Regions from separate parts of the Zea mays genome. Here region 1 is linked to region 2. Evidence: chromatin contacts called from public Hi-C data. All regions are on one chromosome and are shown on one strand. The core of a region is the stretch at or near the end of the contact, and the rest is flanking DNA. Distances in the headings are between cores, read along the strand shown. Region 1 holds the start of LOC100276294 (Zinc finger CCCH domain-containing protein 1). Region 2 holds the start of LOC100275297.

Region 1 (3,403 bases), core at 765-3,264, 280 kb before region 2:
GAGCGGATTCCCGAAGCTGGCGAGTTCAGAGTCGCTCTCCCCTGGGGCACTGGACACTGTCTGGTGGTGCACCGGACAGTCTGGTGAATTATAGCGGAGCGCCTCTGGAAATTCCCGAAGGTGAGGAGTTCGGCTTGAAGTCCCCTGGTGCACCGGACACTGTCCGGTGCGCCAGACCAGGGCACACTTCGGTTATCCCTTGCTCTTTTTGTTGAACCCTTTTCTTGGTCTTTTTATTGCCTTTTTGAACCTTTGGCACCTGTAGAACTTATAGACTAGAGCAAACTAGTTAGTACAATTATTTGTGTTGGGCAATTCAACCACCAAAATCAATTAGGAAATAGGTGTAAGCCTAATTCCCTTTCACTATTCACTATCCTCTGCACCAGCCAACAGCACACTAAGTGCTTTTACCTCCGTTATTTCTCTGTTTGACTTCAACTTTTGGGAGGATTTTTCTTGAGACTTAAACAAACACATTTAGAGTATAATCCAATTGACTTGGTCCTAGAAACTTACCTCTTTCTTGTTCTTCTCCTAGCTTTTCTGTTTCTCCTCAAGGAGAGCTCAGAATGGCACTTTCTCTACAGAAAGAGTTAGAGAGCAAACCAAAGCACCAAACTTGTAGTAAAAGGTGTATGCAACATGGTTAAACACTCAAACCTTACATACTAAACCTTTTTCATCGTTTTACCCAATTTGGCATGTTTGAGGTCGATGTTGGACTCTAAACCATCAAATCAACTTGACTTGATCTAGATTGACATATCTGAGCTCCAACCCCCTTGTTCACTTCTCGAGCTTAATCTTGAGCCTTATGACTTACACCACATAACTGTAGATGTTACCTCAAAGGTTGTAAGTCATGTCCTTATGTAGTGATCCTTGATGCACCATAACTCTTTTTAACTCGATCAACCTTGACTTTGCAAGTCTTCTTCTTCACCCCTGGCTTTGGGTTCCTGGTCTCCTTGACCTTCTTCCGTGCACTCGGTACCTTGAAGCTCTTCTTGCCTCCATCCTTGGCTTGATCGGTTGTCTCTGAGTTACGCACACCGAGTCTCGCTTAAGCAATGTCCATCTTACTTGGTATGTTCATTATCTATAGATAATCCAGTCTTTGGACCATCACACTTGTTCACTTGTGTTGAACCCTATTATTTGCATTAAGCACCTGTTCAATACTTAGCACACTTGTTAGTCCTTTAATTGGGTTGTCATCCAAACACCAAAACCCACAAGAGAGCTTTCACATTGCAACCAAATGCACCCTAAATGGACCTAAATGGGCACCTGACTCATAAGCTAGAATCGGGCTGAGTTCATATCCACTGTTGCTCCCATAGTGTGCAGCGGGTATAGCCAGGTAGACCTGATCATGGATCACTCGATCCGACCAAACCAGACCCGGCCCGACACACCCAACCAATACAACGAGCGTATATGTGCCATAATTTTTGATCCGCAATAATTCACGGCCCGGATACTGGCCATGTTTTTTGACCCCAAAATCCGGCCCAAAGCTAAAAAAACTCCGACCTAGTCCAAAAAAATCTCACCCAACACATCAAATAGATAGACGCGGATCAATTCGACCCGACCTTATACTAGACACGGATCTGAGTATGAGCCATCCGAACCTACCCAAGTCTACAGCCAGGTAGGGCAAGCAGACCAAGTTACTGTACCCAAGTGCCCAACGACCACGCAGGGCCCATCTACCGCTTGGTTAAGCTCTGGGCCGGCAGAAGCCCAGGGCCAGCGGCTCGCCGTCGCCGACGTCCCAACGCAAAAACCGGCAGCACACCCCACCTTCCCCACTCCTCCCACACGTCGAGCACGAAAGCACGGAAACTGACGAGGCGTTTCCGTTTCCGGCATTCCTCGCACCACGTGCAATCGAGCCGGAACGAACCCCAAACAGTCCCAAATGCTCGATCCGGCGGATCGATCGCGTCCAATCTGGAGCCCGCCAGCGGATAATCCGGGCCTTGTGACCCGATCCCGACTGGCACGGGAAGCGTCGGCCCCCAAATCATCACTGCCTGCATCGTCTCGGCACGGCATCCCGGGCCGCCGCCTCCTCGTGTCTCGGCATAAATCTGCGGCCTCCATCCGTCCGGCGGCTGCTCCGATCACAGTACCAGCGCTAGGCCTAGGGTTTGGTGGTCTCAAGCGGACCGAGAACATGGAAAGGGAGCGCAACGCCGCCACCGCTGGTGCTGGCCGCTGGGAGGCGCCGGACGGGGTGATCGTGCTGCCCGTGGGGTCGGCGGCGCCGCAGCAGGGCCGCCAAAAGGAGCACCAGTACCAGCAGAGAAAGCGTGAGATGGAGCGGGAGCGGGAGCAGCAGGACCCGGGGGCGAGGGAGGGGGTTTTGGGGCTGGACCCGCAGCCGCCAGAGAAGGTGTACTACAAGACGAGGCTGTGCGAGAAGTTCGAGGCGGGCAAGTGCGCGTACGAGGGTGGGTGCACCTTCGCGCACGGCTCCGAGGAGTTGCGGCCGCCGCTGCCGCTGCCCCTGCTGACCTCGCTCGTCCGACGGAAGTCGCCGCTGCCGTCGTCGTCGCCAGGTGCCGCTGCCAGCAGCCCCCACGGTGGGTACTGCGTTAGGGTGTGCTTCGAGTTCAGGGACACGGGGGCCTGCCACCGTGGGGATAGGTGCGCCTTCGTCCACGCTTCCACGACAGGTACGAGCTTGTGCGCTCCACCTCCCTATACGTGTGCATGGCGGCCGGATGTTAATCTACCTCGTTCGTCGTCCCTGTGTTCTAGCGCAGAGATGCCCTTTCCTGGGGGGCCAAGGTCTATGGAGTATGCTCTGAGGAATTCGTCGTCGTATGCAAAGGCGTACTCGCCGGGGTCCACGGCCGCCGCGTACCGTAACAGCAGCAGCACCAGCACCAGCAACTATGCACCGGCTACCACAAGGGCGTTCCAATCCGTTTCTGCCGACGCGGCCGGAGAGGGCGGTTGCAAGGCCACCCGTCTGGAGCTCCTTGGTCGCAAGAAGATGAACGACATCTACGGCGACTGGCCGGAACAGGACTGAGAGCGCGTACCATGCATCACCTGCTCGATCGAAGCTACCATGTCTACCTTCCTGCCTTTGATCACCGTGATCGACAACATCCAGAATAATGAACTGAACAATCTGATGTTTCGATTTGAACTTATTTGAACATATTGTGCTTGTTCTTTGTTTCCTGCTGAATCCCTGCCTGTAATCCGTCTGATCAGACCTCTGCATTCCTGCCACCATTTCTACTTTCAATAATTTGAAGTGCTGTGCTGTTGCTTTCACTCCGAGCTATCTGTCGTCCTCTGTTGCCTTTGGGCCAAATGGTTCCATGGTTTCGACACGACCCATTGGGCTCCCACATCATTTCTTGTTGCGTGTGTG
Region 2 (3,662 bases), core at 429-2,928:
AGGGGTCCACCTTGCACACGTGGAGGTCCTGGACCATCCTTGGAGGTCCAGACTGTTTATCCAGGGGTCCGGACTTATCGTTGATGCCTTGGAGTACATCACCTTCTCTGGACACGTGGCGGCTCCGGATCCGCCCATGTGGTGGATCCGGGCGCTGCTGTGGACCCAGAGTAGTCGCCCGAGACTGGGGCGAGCTGTGGCCTGGTCCCACACACAACACGTTTACCACACGACTAAGAGATAGCCGCGTGGGCACTGCGTCTTTATACAGTAGTAGGGGTACCCCTGTTTCAGGGTACCGATAGGTACTCTAGTATTAACCTCAATCCACATGATAAACGCTTCGGCTTCTATGTGTGACAGTGACTTCTCAAAGGGTTAGAGCTAGTTTGGCTACTCTAGTATTAACCCCAATCCACATGTCTTAGGGTGGATTGGGGTATAACTTAAACTAATTTACACATCAATCCACCTTAACATATGTGTATTGGGATCAATACTATAGTAACCAAACAAAGCCTTAGTGTTACACTTCCTTGCCTTAACTCGCTCACTTTGCTGCCATCCTCACCCTGAGTGTGCTGCCCTAGCTTCTCAAGAGCATCGCCCTCTTCCAAATTGATTCATTTAAACCCAACGCCCTTCTTAGGCGTCTGTTGGAGTACTACACTGAATTGATTCATTTGAACCCAACGCCCTTCTCCACAATGCTATTTTCGCTCATCTTTGTGAGGCTTTTCTCGAGAGTCTCACTTGTTTTCCCCTTTACCAATATCATCTTTTCCTTTGTCGCCGCCCTACTAAAGAAAAACCTTTTGTTGCAGACAACATTGACGTTTAGTTGAGAGGCAATCACCGATATCTAGACTGCCCCTTCAAAACTTCTTGAAAAATCTGGCACAATATGGTTTTATATTGGGAACCATACTCTCCATCTTTGTGAGGTCCTAAACCAAATTTGTTGACTCGATAATTTTGGCCTCGAACCGGATTGTTGAAATGAAGCGACATAGAGATGTTTAAATGCACTAGAGAAGTAGAGATAATAGTTAGTGGCTAAAATAAGTTGAGACATCTAAACACCCTAGCTAATAATTCAACTATAAGCTATTTTTGGTAAATTAGTTAATAGTTAGGTAGCTATTTGTTAGCTAGACATTTTCACTAATAATTTTTAGTCAACTAAATATTAGTTCTAATGCATTCAAACACCTCTTGATTTTTAGTCAACTAACTATTAGTTAATGAAATGGAGGGCCAACCAAACCCTTATCTGAAACATTTTTTTAACACCCTGGAAACTTTCTAGAGGGGTGCTTTGTGGTATAATAACTTTTGTTTAAGTTTAGGAAGAAGCTGTGAAATTATGTGCGCACCTAAAAATCAGAAGGAGAGGAGCCAGTAACGAACGATTCGGGGAAGAGATGGGCCGCGTCGAAGCGGAGCCTTACCATCGCCAGACAAGAGGGCCGCTGTCCTCTTTGTAGACGCTTCCGCTTCGGCTGCTTGAATCGTCGGCTACGAGGTTGGGCTGAGCCGTCCCAGCGCCGGGTCCGTCAAGCCCACGCAGTATCATCACCCACGCGCGTAGGCCGTCGGGCCGGGCCTCTCCGCGTTCCTCGTTTCGCTAGCATAAGCAACCCGTCTGGACCCTCACCCGCCGCAACGCCGAGGAGACGAGAGGAGGGGAGGCGCGCCAGCGGAAGCGGAAACCTCGGGTGTCGTCGACCAACCTCGTCGATCCGGTTGCGACGCGGTGTGCTAGAATAACTACCGACCATGGTGGAGGAGGAGATCACCGAGGGCTTGAAGAACCTCACCGTCACCGGAGACGCGGCGGCTTCGGGCGGAGAAGGGCAGAGGAGGGGCGGCGGCATCAGCAGCAACCGCATCCAGGTGTCCAACACCAAGAAGCCCCTCTTCTTCTACGTAAACCTCGCCAAGGTACGGACGTACGGTTGCCCCTTCCCCCTACCCGCCGCCTCCTTCCGTGATGTTGATGTTCCTTCCCCACGTTTTCGGTTCCTGACTGCTTTGGTTGGTTGGTTGCTTGCTTGCTTCGGCTCGTGCAGAGGTATATGCAGCAGCACGGCGATGTGGAGTTGTCCGCTCTTGGAATGGGTGCGTCCCTGTAACAATCCCCTGTCCTTCTTCCTGATTATTTATTTACTATTTATCAGTGGTGGAGTTAATTTAGGCATGGCCGCTTGTCACCGATGTAATGCCTCTATCCGCGAATTTGGTCTATATTACTAAAGCATGCCGACATAACATAATATGATGTACAAGAAGCCTACTGCGGCGTGTAGTTGTTTTCTCTGTGTCTTTCAACGTTAGATCTGTGTTGGTTATTGCTAAAACCCTAACTTACATGACAGTTATGGGTCCCCTTGCTAGGGCTTATGAAAGGGCTCCGGCTCCGGCTCCGGCTTCTCAAGAAACCCTACCAAACAGGGTAAAAAAACGGCTTCTCCCCTGAATGAAGCCGCTAAGGAGGCCGAAAATTTTTAGCTTCTACCCATTAATCTTAGGGCTAGTTTGGAAACCCTATTTTTCTAAGGGATTTATATTTTTCCAAGAGTAAATGAACTAATTTCCCTTGGGAAAACGGAAATTCCTTGGAAAAATGGGGTTCCCAAACAAGGCCTTAGGGTTAGTGTGGGAATTCTATTTTTTCAAGTGATTTTTATTTTTCCAAGGAAAAATGAACTAATTTCCCCTTGAAAATGGAAATCCCTTGGGAAAATGAGGTTCCCAAACTAGCCCTTAGAAATACTCTTTGAAGCTGTTTTGTCAAATACTCCGTATTTTTTACATTGTTCTTTGGCTCCACCGGAGCAGCTACTACACCAGAGTAGCTAAATCTGAAGCCATTTTAGGAGAACCTGAAGCTTTACCAAACTGGCCCGTAGTATTCCTGGTTGGCATTTGCCTTGTGACACACAGAGCACAGCTTAGAATTCAGTCCTGCAACTTTGCAGATTTTTTGTTCAAAAAAAACATGCCAAGTTTGAGTCAAAGTGATATGCAATGCACTGTTGTCATTAGATGGCCATCATGCTCTGGCTGATCACAGAGAGACAGCCACTTCCACTTCGTGTTTGCCTGAGAACCATGGGTTTTAAGTTGTTGCCTGTGTCTAGACACAACAAAATGACGGCCCTGCTGCCTAACTAAGAACAACAAGAGACCAGGAAGGATGGGAAACCAACGTTACCAACCAACAAGACCGAGCATCTGCCCATGTCAATTGAGGCACTGGTGGCAAGCACACCTCTGTCATGGCAATGGAGGCACGATAGATCTTGACCTGAACAGAAGCTCAGCTGATCTGAGAGTGCACGGCTCAACGAGGGCCCAAGAAGCAGAAGGGAGGAGGAGCAGAGAAGTTGCAGGCAGCAGCATGCAAGGAGAAAATCGGAGAGACGGGAAACGAGTGACAATGCTGATAGTGGACGAGCGGCGACGAATGAATCGGGGAGGGGGAGTCCGGGAACCCTATAGGCAAATCAGGTGAGGGTTATAGAGGGTGGCTAGTGGACTGGGCCAGCCCCTTCTGCTCTCCTACGTCTCCTTTTCCCCCCCTTGTTTCCCTTTTCCTTTTCTTCCTTCATGATGTTGGCTTGCTGTTTTTCAGATTGGTATACATCATCATACCATGT

What was found. Hi-C and Micro-C count contacts between places; a contact is called where the count stands out from the background.
Region 1: a contact with region 2 is called in a Hi-C map of ear, with 3 times the contacts expected there. The contact joins the promoter of LOC100276294 here to the promoter of LOC100275297 in region 2. A contact is called at or near these places in 5 of 25 Hi-C or Micro-C datasets (ear, leaf, leaf mesophyll and 2 more).

Annotation. Positions count from the first base shown.
Region 1 is chr8:18,252,204-18,255,606 of Zm-B73-REFERENCE-NAM-5.0, reverse strand. LOC100276294 (Zinc finger CCCH domain-containing protein 1) reads left to right here and starts at 2,014. Exons shown (of 2, transcript NM_001150118.2): 1 at 2,014-2,690; 2 at 2,781-3,300. The coding sequence starts at 2,189. The coding sequence ends at 3,052.
Region 2 is chr8:17,971,487-17,975,148 of Zm-B73-REFERENCE-NAM-5.0, reverse strand. It overlaps LOC100275297, which reads left to right and starts at 1,678. Exons shown (of 5, transcript NM_001149412.3): 1 at 1,678-1,944; 2 at 2,073-2,121. The coding sequence starts at 1,780.